Regions from separate parts of the Mus musculus genome. Here regions 2, 3, 4 and 5 are each linked to region 1. The links are chromatin contacts, called in public HiCAR-type and promoter capture Hi-C maps. All regions are on one chromosome and are shown on one strand. Each heading gives the region's core, a stretch centred on a gene start, on an enhancer-like site or on the middle of the called end of the contact. The rest is flanking DNA. Distances are from core to core; before and after follow the strand shown.

Evidence for each region. Promoter capture Hi-C pulls out the DNA fragments that hold promoters and counts their contacts. HiCAR-type assays count read pairs that join an accessible place to other places.
Region 2: a HiCAR-type map of astrocytes shows a contact between it and region 1, with 2.4 times the contacts expected there. The contact joins the promoter of Gtf2f1 here to the promoter of Kdm4b in region 1. A contact is called at or near these places in 2 of 115 datasets of contacts at active chromatin or transcription factors (astrocytes and microglia).
Region 3: a contact with region 1 is called in a promoter capture Hi-C map of pre-B cells, with 5 times the contacts expected there. The contact joins the promoter of Mllt1 here to the promoter of Kdm4b in region 1. A contact is called at or near these places in 4 of 39 promoter capture datasets (cranial neural crest, hematopoietic stem and progenitor cells, liver and 1 more) and 1 of 9 other capture datasets (liver).
Region 4: a contact with region 1 is called in a promoter capture Hi-C map of pre-B cells. The contact joins the promoter of Pot1b here to the promoter of Kdm4b in region 1. A contact is called at or near these places in 2 of 39 promoter capture datasets (maxillary cranial neural crest and pre-B cells).
Region 5: a contact with region 1 is called in a promoter capture Hi-C map of liver, with 2.8 times the contacts expected there. The contact joins the promoter of Crb3 here to the promoter of Kdm4b in region 1. A contact is called at or near these places in 2 of 39 promoter capture datasets (liver and pre-B cells), 2 of 115 datasets of contacts at active chromatin or transcription factors (bone marrow-derived macrophages and pancreatic cancer cells) and 2 of 9 other capture datasets (adipose tissue and liver).

What each region holds. Positions count from the first base shown.
Region 1 is chr17:56,324,740-56,327,584 of GRCm38.p6, forward strand. Kdm4b (lysine (K)-specific demethylase 4B) reads left to right here and starts at 1,311. Exons shown (of 23, transcript NM_172132.3): 1 at 1,311-1,490.
Region 2 is chr17:57,010,005-57,012,704 of GRCm38.p6, forward strand. It overlaps Gtf2f1 (general transcription factor IIF, polypeptide 1), which reads right to left and starts at 1,284. Exons shown (of 13, transcript NM_133801.2): 1 at 1,105-1,284; 2 at 972-1,018. The coding sequence starts at 1,116. It also overlaps the pseudogene Gm17949.
Region 3 is chr17:56,933,976-56,936,675 of GRCm38.p6, forward strand. It overlaps Mllt1 (myeloid/lymphoid or mixed-lineage leukemia; translocated to, 1), which reads right to left and starts at 1,413. Exons shown (of 12, transcript NM_022328.2): 1 at 1,288-1,413. The coding sequence starts at 1,299.
Region 4 is chr17:55,711,272-55,713,971 of GRCm38.p6, forward strand. It overlaps Pot1b (protection of telomeres 1B), which reads right to left and starts at 1,365. Exons shown (of 17, transcript NM_028370.2): 1 at 1,269-1,365.
Region 5 is chr17:57,060,952-57,063,757 of GRCm38.p6, forward strand. It overlaps Crb3 (crumbs family member 3), which reads left to right and starts at 1,280. Exons shown (of 4, transcript NM_177638.5): 1 at 1,280-1,422; 2 at 1,644-1,815; 3 at 2,686-2,747. The coding sequence starts at 1,743.

The DNA.
Region 1 (2,845 bases), core at 61-2,560:
TAGCTTGGAATAATTTATGTGTAACCTTGAGAGTTAGTGAATTAGCAACAGACTAGGGGGGTAGAACAAATATCTTGGGTGCACAAAGAACCTGCTCTAAGGAGGGTACTTTCCAGATGTTAGATATTAAAGTAGAAGGATTTCTAGTCTACCCCATAAAACAGGAATGTTGTCACCTCTGCTTGCTCAAGTATAGAAGCCGTAATGGTAGTTTGCAAAGCAGGCTCTGGATAAAAGAGCTTGCAGTGAAGCCTAACAACCCAGATGACAAACTCCAGAGTTGCCCTCTGACCTGTAGAGGTATATACCACACATATATACAAAATAATAAAAATTTAAAATTATAAATGCATATTGATGGGGATGATATCAGACCTTAACTAAATGCTCTTGAGTGCAGGGTGACTGGTGTGGTGATGCTGTTCCCTTCACATCGCACAATGAAGAGATGGAAACAATTGTGTGGAGCAGGGGCTTGGACACCTGTAGCTGGAATTTGGGTGCCCAGGCCTCCAATTTGCAATACGCTGAGCTAGAGAGTAGGACCTAGGACATTTTGAGAAGTAGATAATTGAATCCTCTTCCACTGAGTTATTGCAACGCTTTCCATGGGTACAGCTATCAGTTCAAGGTGGGGGGTGGGGTGGACCAAGTCGCGCACGTTTTAGGGAACTCATGAACGTTTGGGGAGGGCAATATGGAACGCTTTTGAGATCCTCTTACCCTAGTTCGGCCTTTTGCAAAGCTGGGCTCAAATTCTGACTCTAGATCTAGAACTACTGGGTTTCGAACCACTGTCTCCGGACCCAGAGCTGATGTTGTGCAGGAAATCACGTACTCAGCAGCCGCCCGATCACAGGGTGGAGTCTGGAGCAGCAAGACAGCGATTGACATTCAGTCGCAACCATTCGGCACCCAGAGACCGGTACCAAACACCAATCCGCGTTTGTCTCAGTAAAGTCTGAGAACGCGCTTGTCAATCTGCGTGAGCTCGGGGCTATCCTACACCCGACCGCAGCCGGATTGGCTGTGTGCATCTTGACGGGCATGCTTCGTACCCACTGAAAGCTGAGCCGGTCACTAGGCACGTGAGTGGGTGCCGGCACGTCCTCGGGGTTGGACCAATGAAGGGAAGAAATCGAGTGCCTGCTCCCGCCCCAGGTCGCGGAGGGCGGGGCCGCTCGGTGTTGATGAGGGGAGGGGTGGAGCTGTCAGCCGCCACCAATCAGCGTGCGGGCGTGGGCTGAATGCCCAATGGCGGCCGAGTAGGAGCCGTCGCCCCGCCCCTCTGAAGCTTCGCCTCCCCGCCCCGGGCTCTTGCTGAGGGCTCGGCCGCGAGCGAGCGAACCATCGAAGGAGCAAAGAGACCGGGCGAAGCTCGGAGCCCAGTGGCCGGGGCGAGCGAGTGAGGGCCGGCGGGGGCGACGCGAGACGGCCGGGCACGCGCCGCTCAGCCTGCTGTCTGCGGCCCGGGCCGCGCGTTGCGCCAGGTGAGTGAGTGTGCGATCCGTGGCGGCGCTCAGCAGCTTCCAGGCCCCTTTGGGGGGCCGCGCGGCCGCCATGCCTGCCCCCACGCCGCACCTTGGGCCGCCGCGCGCACTCCAGGCCGAGGCTTTGGCTGCGGCCTACTCGGCTCCTCAGGGCGGCGGAGTACGCCGCGCTTTTGTCCGTTCGGGCGAAGCTGCTGTTTGTTGATCGACAAAACGATTGTGTGCCTGGGAAAGGAGGGTGTGTTTTTTTGGGGGTGGGTGGGGGGGGTTGACGATGGGGCCGGACAAAGGCGGGGCGGGGGCGGGGCGCCGCGTCCCCTTTCCAGGGCACAAAAGATGACAGCGTGGGTGGCCCGGTCCAGCCATCCCTTCAACAACCCCAAATCCTTAAAAATAAAAAACCCACTCCAAGTCCCTGCTCCCCGCCGCTTGCATTTTGGTTCCCTTTGGTTTGGAGCTGTCCCCTCCAAACACTCACCCATCATGGCCTTGCAAACTTGACCCCCGCATGTCCAGAATCTGTAAATCACCATATAATCTGCATTTTAAAAATGAAAATAAATAGTACACGTATCTGCTATTGCAATGGCAGCCTTTCCACCTCGCTTCTGTACCCTGGTCTCTTTGCTTTCCAGCTCCCTTCTTTCTGTAAGCCATGAAATGTGCAGTTTTCCGCGTGCACACTAGTCCAGGGCATCCCGGCAGACAGGGAAGCTTGGCAAAGCTGGGGACAGCTGGGGGTGGCTTTCCTACTGCCATATCCTGGGGGGTTTTGGGGGTTCTGTTAGGGGTTTCGGTCAGCCAGCTGAGAGTATAAGGGATTCCAGGTTTGCAGATTTGATGCTGTAACTGGTGCGGTTTGGCCATTACGGTTCGGGCATCGCGGTTCCTTGTCCCATCTGTCTGAAAGGGGGGGGGGCGGGGCGGAGGATGGCATCGCTTTAATAATTAACACCTGGGGAAGTGTCTTGCCGGAGTAGTTGCTAGTTTTTTTCAACTATGGAGAGGATGGATCCGGTATGTTTCAAAAAGCAAAAAGAAAGAGTGTATCTTTCCCTGTAACCAAGTGGGATTTGCTCAGCCTGCAGCCTGGTGCCAGCACCTTCATAGGCGCTGAGGATCTTGGTTGCAGAAGGTTGGGGGGTCCGGGATGTCTCTGTGTCCCATTAGTTGTGTATCTGACAGTCCCCAGGCTGGAGACTGCACTGTTCCCCAAACAGCTCCTGCCTCAAAATGGGTTCATTACGTGGGTCTTCAGGGGCTCCTACCACTACCAGGAAAGGGCTAATCACTCTCTTTAATTCTCCAGTAATTGCTGCCTTCAGAGTCACCAAAAGGGCGTGTCTCCAGACTGG
Region 2 (2,700 bases), core at 34-2,533, 690 kb after region 1:
CAACCTGCAAGTTGAGAACCACGCTCTAGTTTTTCAGGGGTTTTGTTTTGTTTTGTTTTAAAGAATCAAGATCCATCTCATCCAACCCAACCCCATCAGATAAAGATCCACAGACACTAGGCTCTCTTACAGCATCACATACAGAAAGAGTGAGAGCGAGAGCAAGAGCGAGAGTGAGAGAGGAGAGACAAGAGAGAACATTCATACACATAGATAATAAATTAAATCTTCAAGAAACAAAGGGACCACCAGGCAGAGTTGGCACATGCCTTTAATCCCAGCACTTGGGAGGCAGAGGCAGGTGGATTTCTGAGTTCGAGGCCAGCCTGGTCTACAAGGTGAGTTCCAGGACAGCCAGGGCTACACAGAGAAACCCTGTCTCGAAAAACCAAAAGAGAAAAAAAGAAAAAAGGAACCAAAAGTGCGGAGGACCCCTATGTAGAAAGAAGGGCAGGCAGGCAAGGGTCTTAATGGATCTGAGTGGGTTCAAAGCCAGCCTGATCAAACCATCTGAACTACACAGTAAGACTCTTGTCTTCAAAATAAACAAAACTTAAGAGGGGGCTGGGTGTGGCTCGGTGGTGGAGTACTTGCCTAGCATGTACCCACCTAAAATAAAGTTAGAAGTTGAGGGACATGGCACTTGGCACAAAAAAACAGGATGTATACCACCTGTGACCAGTTTGGGGTTTTCTTTTATTTTGGGACAGGACCCGACTATGTAGCCCTGGCTGTCCTGGAACTCACTATACAGACCTGGCTGGCTGCGAACTCACAGAAATTCTCTTACATCTGCTTCCCAAGTGCTGAGATTAAAGGCAGTCACCATGTCTGACCTGACCCGTCTGACTCAGGGCAAAGTCACCGACCCCTGACATTAACTACCAAGGGGTAACTGTTACTGTGTCTTGGACGGGGTGGCAGGGGAACACAGGGCCGAGGTTCTGGAGTGTGGGTGGACGGGGACTTACTTGGGGACTCGGACGACGTACTCGGTGACATTCTGGCTGCTGGAGCCCTGCAAGAGAGCAGGGGTCTGTAAGGCGAGGAGAGGGCGCGGGGTCTGTTCTGCGACACCTCTGTCCCCACCTCATTCATACTCACTAGAGCCGCCATGGCCGTTGCTCAAGCTGCTCCCGGTCGGCCTGACGGGATGAACTTCGTTGTGTCCCTCGGCTCCAGGAAAGGGAAGGCACCTTTCCTGGTTGTCACGTTAGTGTGATGCTGTGCTTTGGATTTCCAAATCCTTAAGTCTCGGAGAATGCTGGAAGACGAGAAAAAGAGACCTAACTCTCTGCGCATGCGTTAGAGCCTGACCCGGAAGTTGAGCTGCCACACCGAGAAGAGCGCAGCCGCTGTAACTACTCTAGATCACCAGCTTCGGAGAGAAAGCCACCTTTTGGCGGCGTTCTCTGTTTATATACCACGGAAAAGTCACGTGTAGACACGCCCGTCGTGACGTCACGACGCAGGCACCGCGGAGCATCCTGGGTAGGGTGGAAATGGAGTCTCCTGGTAGACGCGAACTCGATCCTCTTGCGCAAGCGTAAATGTGTCCAAGAAGCGGGAACGGAGGCCGAGTTGCCATGGCAACCGAGGCCCACTCTGTGGGGTGGCTTCTTCGGCTCTTCTGGGGCGGGTCTGAGGTTCAGTTTTCTGTGTCCTGGGATATGGGGATCCCGAGGATCTTGCAAAATGAGTCCCTTGTGACGTAGAGCGGAGCCGGGGACTCGGTGCAGGGTGGAGACAGGGCCCCAGCGTACCCCGGCATTGCGGGCGGGATGGGTCTGTGCGAGTCCACGCTGCCCCAGCTGGGCAGAGCTTTGAGGCCCCAGGAGAAGGGTAACGACGTGGGGTGGTTGGTTTACATGGGCCAACGAAAGGGGGAGATGGGCAAGTATCCCCACTACCTGGGGGTGTACACCAACCCCTGCACGGAAGGAACGCATCTGCGCATGCTCCCACCTCACTGTTGGTTGATGCCTTTGGCATATAACTTGAGTAGAGGAGCCAGTGTCGGAAATGGAAAGTACTATTCTCTGGGGACAAATCAGAGAAAGGGAGCCTACGGGATGCAAAGGAGTTGGTTAAGCAGAGGGGCAAGGGAGGCACAGGCATTGAACTTGAGAGGAATGAGATAGGCTGATTCCATGACTGTCTTTGCATAAACAACTGACTCCACAGATGTGTCTAGTAGGGGAGGCATTCATTTCTCCGCCTTCAGGGAGTGCGCCTTAAGTTACAGAGGCTGGCTAGGAAGACCAAAGTGAACTGAAAGGGACAAAGAACGAGGGCTGACTGCGGAGGAGAGGAAAGGGCAGAGAGGTCTTATCCCAACTCAGAGGTTGTGTGACTAGAGGCACAAGCAGGCAGCATAGAAAGGACCGCATGGTGGGCGGAGCAGGGTGCTACTGGGTGAGTTTGAGGGCCCTCTTCTTTATCTGTAAAATGGGGTGATGGAGTCACTAAGGCACTTCATGGAGGTCTGTGCAAATGGCTCAGGAAAATCCCCACAGGGGGATGCTTCAACGTGAGTCCAGGATTTCTTATAGACTTGCACTAGTACCATCTTTCTTCCCTGAACACCATAGATATCCTGAGGTATCCCCTGATCATCTTCGTGGTGGGGGGGCCCGGCTGCGGGAAAGGGACCCAGTGCAGAAACATGGCTCTGAAATACGGCTTCTACCATGTGGAGCT
Region 3 (2,700 bases), core at 163-2,662, 610 kb after region 1:
AATCTAAAGAAGATGGGGAGGAGCTCACATGGTACAGAGCTGGGTGACATGAGGGGAAGAGGTAGAGGAGGCAGGCTACCCAAGAGGCTGGGAAAAGTGAACTGAAGTGAGTGTCTTAGATGGAGAGAGGGTGTGGCTGGGCAGAGAGCATTCAAAACAGACCTGAAGCTAGCACCTGGTTGGGGGGGGGGTATTCCCTGGAGTTTGGGGAGATTTGGGGTCATGGGCCCAGGAAGAAGGAATCTTCCAAAAAAAGATTGAGGCTCAGGCCCTATTTGGGGTGGTGTAGCATCTAAGAGGATATGTAGGGGGGGCATCCTAAAGTTACTAGCCCTGTCTGTGGGGACTCTGTGTAGACTCTCCACAGAGTCTGATTCATGCTAGGGACCACAGGGGCTGGAAGACCCACTTAAGTTCTGAGACATGTTTCCAAAGATTCTGGGCCATACAAGGATGCCAGGAGCTGTGGGGTGTACTGGAGTTCTGAAGGGAGTCTGGCTAGATTTGGATTCATAAGGGACGTGAGTTCCCGGCTAGACTGGGTGGCTTTGTAATCCCAATGGGTTCCATTCTCTACTGGGATTCTAAATGATTTCCCAGGGGATGTGGGGCCAGGACGGGATCCCCATGGTGCTGTGAGTGGCTATAGGATTCCAAAAGTCTTCCTGGAGAGCTGTGGACCAGGCGGGAGATCCCCAGGGTGCTAAGGTAGTACCAAGGCTCTAAGGGGAATCCCAAAGGGTTCCAGGCTGTGATGATGCCCAGGGCGCTAAATCCCTGGGATCCTGATAAACACTTCAGGAGTCTGTGTGTAAACTGGATTCCTAAGGGGCGCCTCCGGGGACTCTGGAATGAGATGGAGTTCCTAAGGTGTTGAAGCCCTGAGCTCCTGTATGATGCCCAGGGGGTACTCCGGGATTCTAAGGGGTGTCTCACGGGGCTCTGAGCCAGGCTGAGTCCCTCAAGATGCCGCGGCGGTGTGGATACACTACGCTGGCAGAGAATTCCCCAGTGTGGAGTGGGTGGCACTGGGGTGCTGAGTTAGATCCCAAAGGGTTCTGCACCAGACCTGGGGTCGCGATGGGGGAGGGGTACGTGGGTCACAGTGGAGGAGGGGCATCCCGAGATGGCGATGGGGGAAGGACGCCCCGGGGTCGCAGTGGCTGGAGAAGGGCCCATCCGGGTGGGCGCGCGCAAACTCGGTGCCCACGGGGCGGTGTGCGCGCAGGGCCGGCCACAACGCCGCGCAGGGCAGCGGGAGGCCAGTCCCGGGCGGAGGCTTCTTACCTGATTGTCCATGACTGGCGCCCGCCCCGCCCCCGGGCCCGCGTCGCTCTCGCTGCCGCCGCTCAGCAACGCCCCGCCGCTCTCATTGTCTGTCGGGGGCCGCACCGCCGCCGCCGCCGTTCCGGGCCGCCCGCCCGCCCGCCAGCCGCGCTGAACCGGAAACCGCCGCCAGCCCGGGCGGCTCAGCGACCGCGGGCCCCCAGCCGCCGACTCGGGCCCGGCCTCGCCGATGGACAAGCCTCCGAGCCTGTCAGAAGGCCAGAGACCCGCGCGTGGGGCGGGACTTCCGGGCTGGTGGGGGCCCGCCGGGCGACAGTCAGAACGACGAAGCCGTCAGCCAATAGAAAGCCGGCGCCGCAGGGGGGCGGGCGGAGGGAGTGAAGGAGGCGCGAGGCGAGCTCTGCTGAGCGGCGCGAGGTGTGCGCCGCACGTGGAGGGGTTGGGCCAGGCCGTGGCGCGGTGCCTGCGCACTGCGCCCCGGGAGCGGCTCTAGAGGGGACGTCCCTAAAAAGGCCCTAAGAGTTTAAGTTCGAGCCCTGCGGAGGGAGGGAGCGCTGGCGATGTTCGGTGCTCCTGCGTGACAGCGCCGGTGGTTAGTTTACCGGTCTGGATCCTGTAAAGCCAGCGGGTTCAGCCCACTTCTCCTTGCAAAGGCTAGGGTTGTGCATCTGTAAAAAACCAGCCTGTGACTTCAGTGACCTCTTCTGGCCTTCTCAAGCACTGCACACAGGTGCTAGCGCTCGCACACAGACACGCACCATTTAAAATGTAAGCTTTTAAAAAACAAAAACAAACAAAAAAACTTGTCGGAGGTGGTTCTTCTTTCTGTGGTTGTTACAGTGCACATCTGAAACGGAGCCATTCTAAATGATCAGCGGTCTCATTCATTCAACGCAGGGAAAGGAACGGTAGTCAGTAGTCAACCGTAGACTGTGGATACTGACAACTGGGGATTGAACTCAGGGCTCCCGCCATTGAACTACACCCACAGCTCTGTTTTCACTTTTTTACTTGAAGGCCAAGGCTGGGGCATAATTGGTAGAGCACTCTGCTAGAACGATGAAGCCCTGGGTTCTAGCCTCAAGACTCTATAAGCCAAGTGCAGAGATACATGTCTATCATCCTAGAACTTGGATATAAAAGGCAATACAAATTTTTGCTAACCTGAATAAAAGACACACACACAATCCAGGTATTTTATTTACAAACCGTAAGTCTAGGTTGTGCAGCTATTCTAGTTTGGAACTAGTTTGGAGCTATTCTAACTTACATCCCTGCCCATGTGTCCCTTGTGACGTGCTGTTTTTCCTGGCCACATGCTTATGGTCCATCTCCTCTCGTGGCGGCCTCCTCCAGTTTCCCTGTCTTTCTTAGTCTCCTTTCTCTACCTGCAACCTCCAGCCAGGTAACTGA
Region 4 (2,700 bases), core at 115-2,614, 610 kb before region 1:
TGAGGATTACAGCAATCTTCAGCAAGCATGCTCACTTGCCTTTAAAAACTTGCACTGGCACAGTACTCCTAATATACTCATACTGAACTATGGGATGTGTCAGGCAGTCAGGATATTCGATTCCCTTTCTTAATCTTTAGAGAACCTTTCTCTGAATTTCACTTGGACCATACTTTTAGGAATTCAATATAGCATGTTCTAATAAATATTAAGTCATCTGGGGAAAATCTGAGGAAAAAAATATGTAAGATTCATAACTTAAGTCTTATTGAAGATACAGAAAGTGAAGTTCATTAATTTCCCAAAGTGTTTTTTCTCAACCCGGTAATACAATCTCTCAGCAAAATAAAATGTTGTTTTAGAAACCAATTACAATTTAAGAAAGAAAAAATTCTTAATGTGAAATGAAAAACTCATAAACTAGGACAATGAGGGCAAGTCAATACAAAACAAAAAGTTCAGTTTAGTCTCTGCCCCACTGTCAACTTCGGAAAATAATTACCTAGTCAAAAGTACAGGCATGATAGTGTTTTATAACAGTTCCTTTCAACTTCTCTTTTGGCTTTCATATTAAAACTTTCTGTCTCACACACACCATGGACTCTTGGTAAACAACCATATGGGTATTTCTTAAACAACAGATTAAAACTCATATGAACCTCATACTAATAAAGTCACTATCCACTTTTCAAAGAAAAAAAACAGATTAAAAGTAGATCCTACATTAATACTCTTCAATATTACTAAAGAAAGCAAAAAACAAAAAAAAAAAAAACTGAAAACAAATTATACTTTGGCAAAACGATGCTTTTTGTGTCCTCAGCAGGAAGTATCAGCTTGAATCAAAATACTTTTAAAAGCCAGTTTTCCGACCTGTTGCACGGCATAGTAGTAGCCCGTTCCTTTAATCCTAGCGCTCTCTCTGTTCACTGTGCACCAGGTTCATGCTTTTCTTCTGACACTTGTCACCTGGGCAAGTACCTGAAGCCTCTGAGGCTCCCAATAACACACACACACACACACACACACAGCGGGTTATCGCTGCCGCCAACGCATAGCGCACACACACAGACACACACACACACCCCTGAAGCTTGAGGTCTCCCTGAGAGAGAGGATGCCGAACACAGCGGGTTATCGCTGCCGCCAACGCATAGCGCACTTTCTCTACAACTACCCCAAATGTGGTTGCAAACGACCCCTCATATCATCCAGGGCCCGACCTCCAGCGATTACACCAAGAACTCCAACACCCTAGCGTTCAGTACCTCACAGAACACCGAGGATCCCGGCAACTTTTTCAACCTGCAGAGACGCGACTTCGACTTCCGGAGCCGTGGGACACACGCATGCGCACTCCAACCATTCCGCCCGCTTTTTGCTCGTGCTTCCCATAACAAAAGCGAAAGGCAGGCGGGGCCTCGGCCAAGCTCCTCCCAGTTGGTCCCTGCAGAGTAGGAAGCCTGCTGCTCCTCTTTCCACGCCCCTAATGGATTTTTCTGGGGACTAGCGGGGGGGGGGGGGGGGGGGGGAGAACACACTGTTCAAAGGATAGTAACTGGCTTGAAAGAGTCCTAAATCCTGTAGCCAATTGGAACCCTATTCCGAGTGAGACTCCAAATTCTATTTTGTTGAATAAATGGATCAGAGGCAAAACCCTTTGTTAATCTAAGTTAAGCACCCAAATGCACTTTTACACGATGTAAATAGACGAAGATAACAATGTTGTTTTGTTGTTTTTTTAATCGCAATTTAGGGCTATTATGCTATTGCCAGGCAAGTTGAAAAATACCAACAATCCTTTGTTAGTCTGAAGATTTATCGTTCTTTACTATATTTTTGAGTGATGAAAAATTGTCATGAGTTTAGAAACTTTGTAATGATTAATTTCAGAATATAGAAAGCTGAACAAGAGTATGTAGGCTTATATCGAGTGTAAAAAAATTAATTAAAAATTAAATTTTAAAAAGTGTGTAGGCTTTAAAAGTTTATCACGATTATTTGGAGTTATTTGGGAACCCTTTGTATCGGGTTAAAAGGCATTTTTAAACACAGAATAACTTTTTTATCTTTCACAAAATGTTCCACTATTAGTTTAAATTGAGTCTACATCTATTCATTTTACCCACCCACTTTTTTCAGGAAGTGGGGAAAGTTTTGAAATTCCATTGATGAAAATGAAGGTCTTTTGTTCATTCTTTTAAACTACATGCAACATTAATGGCACTGCCTATGTTAATTGTAACTGTTAATCTTTCTCCCTTAAGTTCATCAAAGTTCATCAAAGACTGAGTGCATTGACAAAAATGATGGGATTGTATGCATTTATGGTAGGATGGAAATGATCTCCATTGTTCTATCAATAGAAAAAAATCAGTTAAAGGTATCTTTCCCATGACTGAGAAGAATATTTCCATGTACGTGATTTCCATGTAATTGAGTTAAAGAAATTCAGTGTGATTGGGGCACATTCCACCTATAACATGAAGTCAGAATTTGGCACAATGGAATCGAATATGTGAAGAAAACCAAATAAATTGGCATTGCTACTTACGTTCCCATTAAAATGATATAAATGGGACGAATTTTGAAGTGAGTATATTAGACTAAAAGGAGACTTAAAATCAAAATGTACTTCTTTAGTTTGTTATTTATGTCTGCTTATCTATGCTAGTGTCATCCATATTAAAACTTCCTAAT
Region 5 (2,806 bases), core at 30-2,529, 740 kb after region 1:
TATTTATTTATTTTTCTTGTTCAAAGACACAGTCTCTCTATGTAGCCACGGAATTTACTATGTAGACCGGGCTGATCTGGACCTCACAGAGCTCCACCTGGGATCTAAGGCGTATGCTACACTACAATGGGTGTTGTATATAGCCTTGTATGTGCTAGATAAACTAGCCACAGAACTCCAGCTGCAGCTCTATGGCTATTGTTGTTATTGTCCTTTTGAGCCAAGGTCTCTGTAGCCTCGCTGGCCTTGAATGTGCAGCAGTTCGCCTGCTTCGGAATCCCAGTTGCTGGGACGGCAATCACGTGCCATCATATCCGGTGCATGACCACCTTTTACCCAAAGATACATCCAGAGGTCATGCGGTCCCCACCCAAGCTGTGCCCATACATCTGTGGTGAACAGGTGAAAGTCCCACCCACTCCCTCTACCAGCTACCAGATGTTTCCATGCATAAGAGTTTCTGTGTGGGTGCCGTGGGACATCACTACTTCTGCGCAGACGCCCCAAATCCATGCTTCCTCACAGACACTTCCCTGGCAGGTGGACCTCATACGGATGTTCTTCAGTGTGGACATAAGGCCTTCCGTTAAGCTGGGCGAGATTCTGCACAGATCTTTGTCCGGTTTTTTTTTTTTTTTTTTTTTTTTTTAATACCGCACGGGTTTAATCTAAGCAGGTGTTCTGATTACACTCTGACTACAAGCCTACATGTATCTTTCTACAAAACTAGTCCTGTACAGGTTGGTTGATTTTTTTGGTTATGGGATGAAAATGGAACCCAGGGGTCTCAGGCATGCTAAGGAGGAATTCATGGCTGAGTAAGGGGCGATCCAATCACTAAGACATTCTTGGAAGGCGACCTTCACTAGGCCATTTAAGGCAGGGGTTCTGGCCCCGAGCCACGCTCCCAGCCCCTTTTACTTTTGAAATAGGGTTTATTCAGGCTGGCTTTGAACTTGGGGTCCTCCTGCCTCAGCCTCCAGAATACATTTAGAATACAGGTTAGCATTCCCAGGTCTGACTTCAGGGTGTGAGTTCTTCAGTGTTTCCCATCGGAGCCCGCCTCTTATAAGTGTGTATCTTTCTGGAGTGTCGCCACGCCCCCCGCCGGGGTATGCACCCCTGTGCTTACACCTGCTCATTTCCGCCCTCTGCGGTGCTCCGGGTCGCAATGGGGTTCCCGTTACAGGTGCTCTGGCGGCGCGGCCCCGCCCTCTTCGCCCCGCCCCTCTCAGCCAGGCTCAGGTGCACAAGCCGGAAGTGCGCTCTTTGCCCAGGTGGGTGACTAAACTTTCCGGGTCACGTGAGCGGGCGGGGCGGGTGGGATCTGGAGCGACCGGGTGAAGGACGGAGACTCGGGGTTCCAGCTGGGAACCCGGGATTGGGAACCTGAGCGAAGTCCCTCTCAGACGCTGGAGTCAGGTAGGGAGGCAGGGCGCGCAGCCTGTCCTGTCCCCACCTCCTCCTTCCCTTTTCCTGGCCCAAGAATGCGGTCGGGGAGTTAATCTTTAATCTCTGACCCTTGGCGCCGAGGGCGGGGAGCGCACTCCAAGATTGGGTTGCCTGTCGCTGGGCCCCGAGCCTGAGTCCAGCCCCTCACCCTATGCTGCGCCCTCTCCCCCCCACCCCGGTCTGGTCCCCAGGTCCTGGGTCGCAGGTGCCCTCCTCGACCCAAGATGCGGTAGGAATTGGCGCCTTGGGGAAGTCCTGTCCTTGGCGTCACCAACTCGTCGCCTAAACTCATGGCGACCCCAGGCCTGGGGGTGCTCTTGGCGTTTGGTTTGCCGATGCTGCCCTCCGGCTGGAGCCTAACAGGTAGGTACTGTCCGGGGCAGCGCTCGGGTGGGAGGAGGGTTCCCGGGTTGAACTCAGAAGTGCCGGGCATTTGCGACCCAGAGAGGGCGACAGGTCTGAGGAATGAGCTTGGAATGCGTTTGGAGACCAAGTTTGAAAGCTTCAGGGCTGAATTTCAAATTAGTTTAGCTGACCTGCGAACTTTTTTTTTTTCCAGTTTTTTTTTCTCCAGTTTTTTTTTTTTTTTCTTTTAACGTTGCTGAGGCTCGAACCAGCGTTTTTCTGAACGCTCCGTACCCGCAGCCTAGAATTCCTGAGTCCTTAAGTCTTGTGGAATTTAGGAGCTGGGGGTTGTTGGGCAGAGCCCAGAGGTGGAGGAGGGGAGGGAGAGCCTGGGCACCTGAGTCTGCATAGTTGAGAGTCTTAAGCAGTCAGGGGGACCTGGAGGGAGCCCAGCTGACAGGGCTGGCCCTCCGTAGGTGTGGACCCAGCCAGACCTTCCCTCAGTCTCTAGTTCCAGTTTCGGGAGCCTGGGGGGTGGGGGGACCTTGTGAGTCACATACTCCTGGGAAAGGTTGAGCCCCGCCCAGGTCCTTAAGGGTTCTGGGCCGGAGTGATGGTGGAGGGGGACACGGTTCTGGAAGCCATCTATTCTAATAGGCTAACAATGGTGACTCTGGGTGGTCAGATTATTACCTGCTGGGCTGAGGGTGGCCAGAGAAACCAGCATCACACCCGAGGGTGGAGTGGGTGGCCTGGCTGTACTTGCTGCCTCAATTCCAGCTGGAGACTTTGGAAGGCGTTTTGCAAGGTCTGACTGAGTGGTGTGTAAGTGATAACTAGTGAAGAAGACCCCAGCATGGATTTTTTTTTTCTCTTTCTGTTCCACAGCACCGGACCCTTTCACAAATAGCACAACTCAACCCCCAGGTGATGAGTCCAACGGGGGCCTGGTGAGTTGGGAAGGTGTAAGAAGGAAGAGCAAGTGTGTGAGACCAGAGTAGTATGGGAC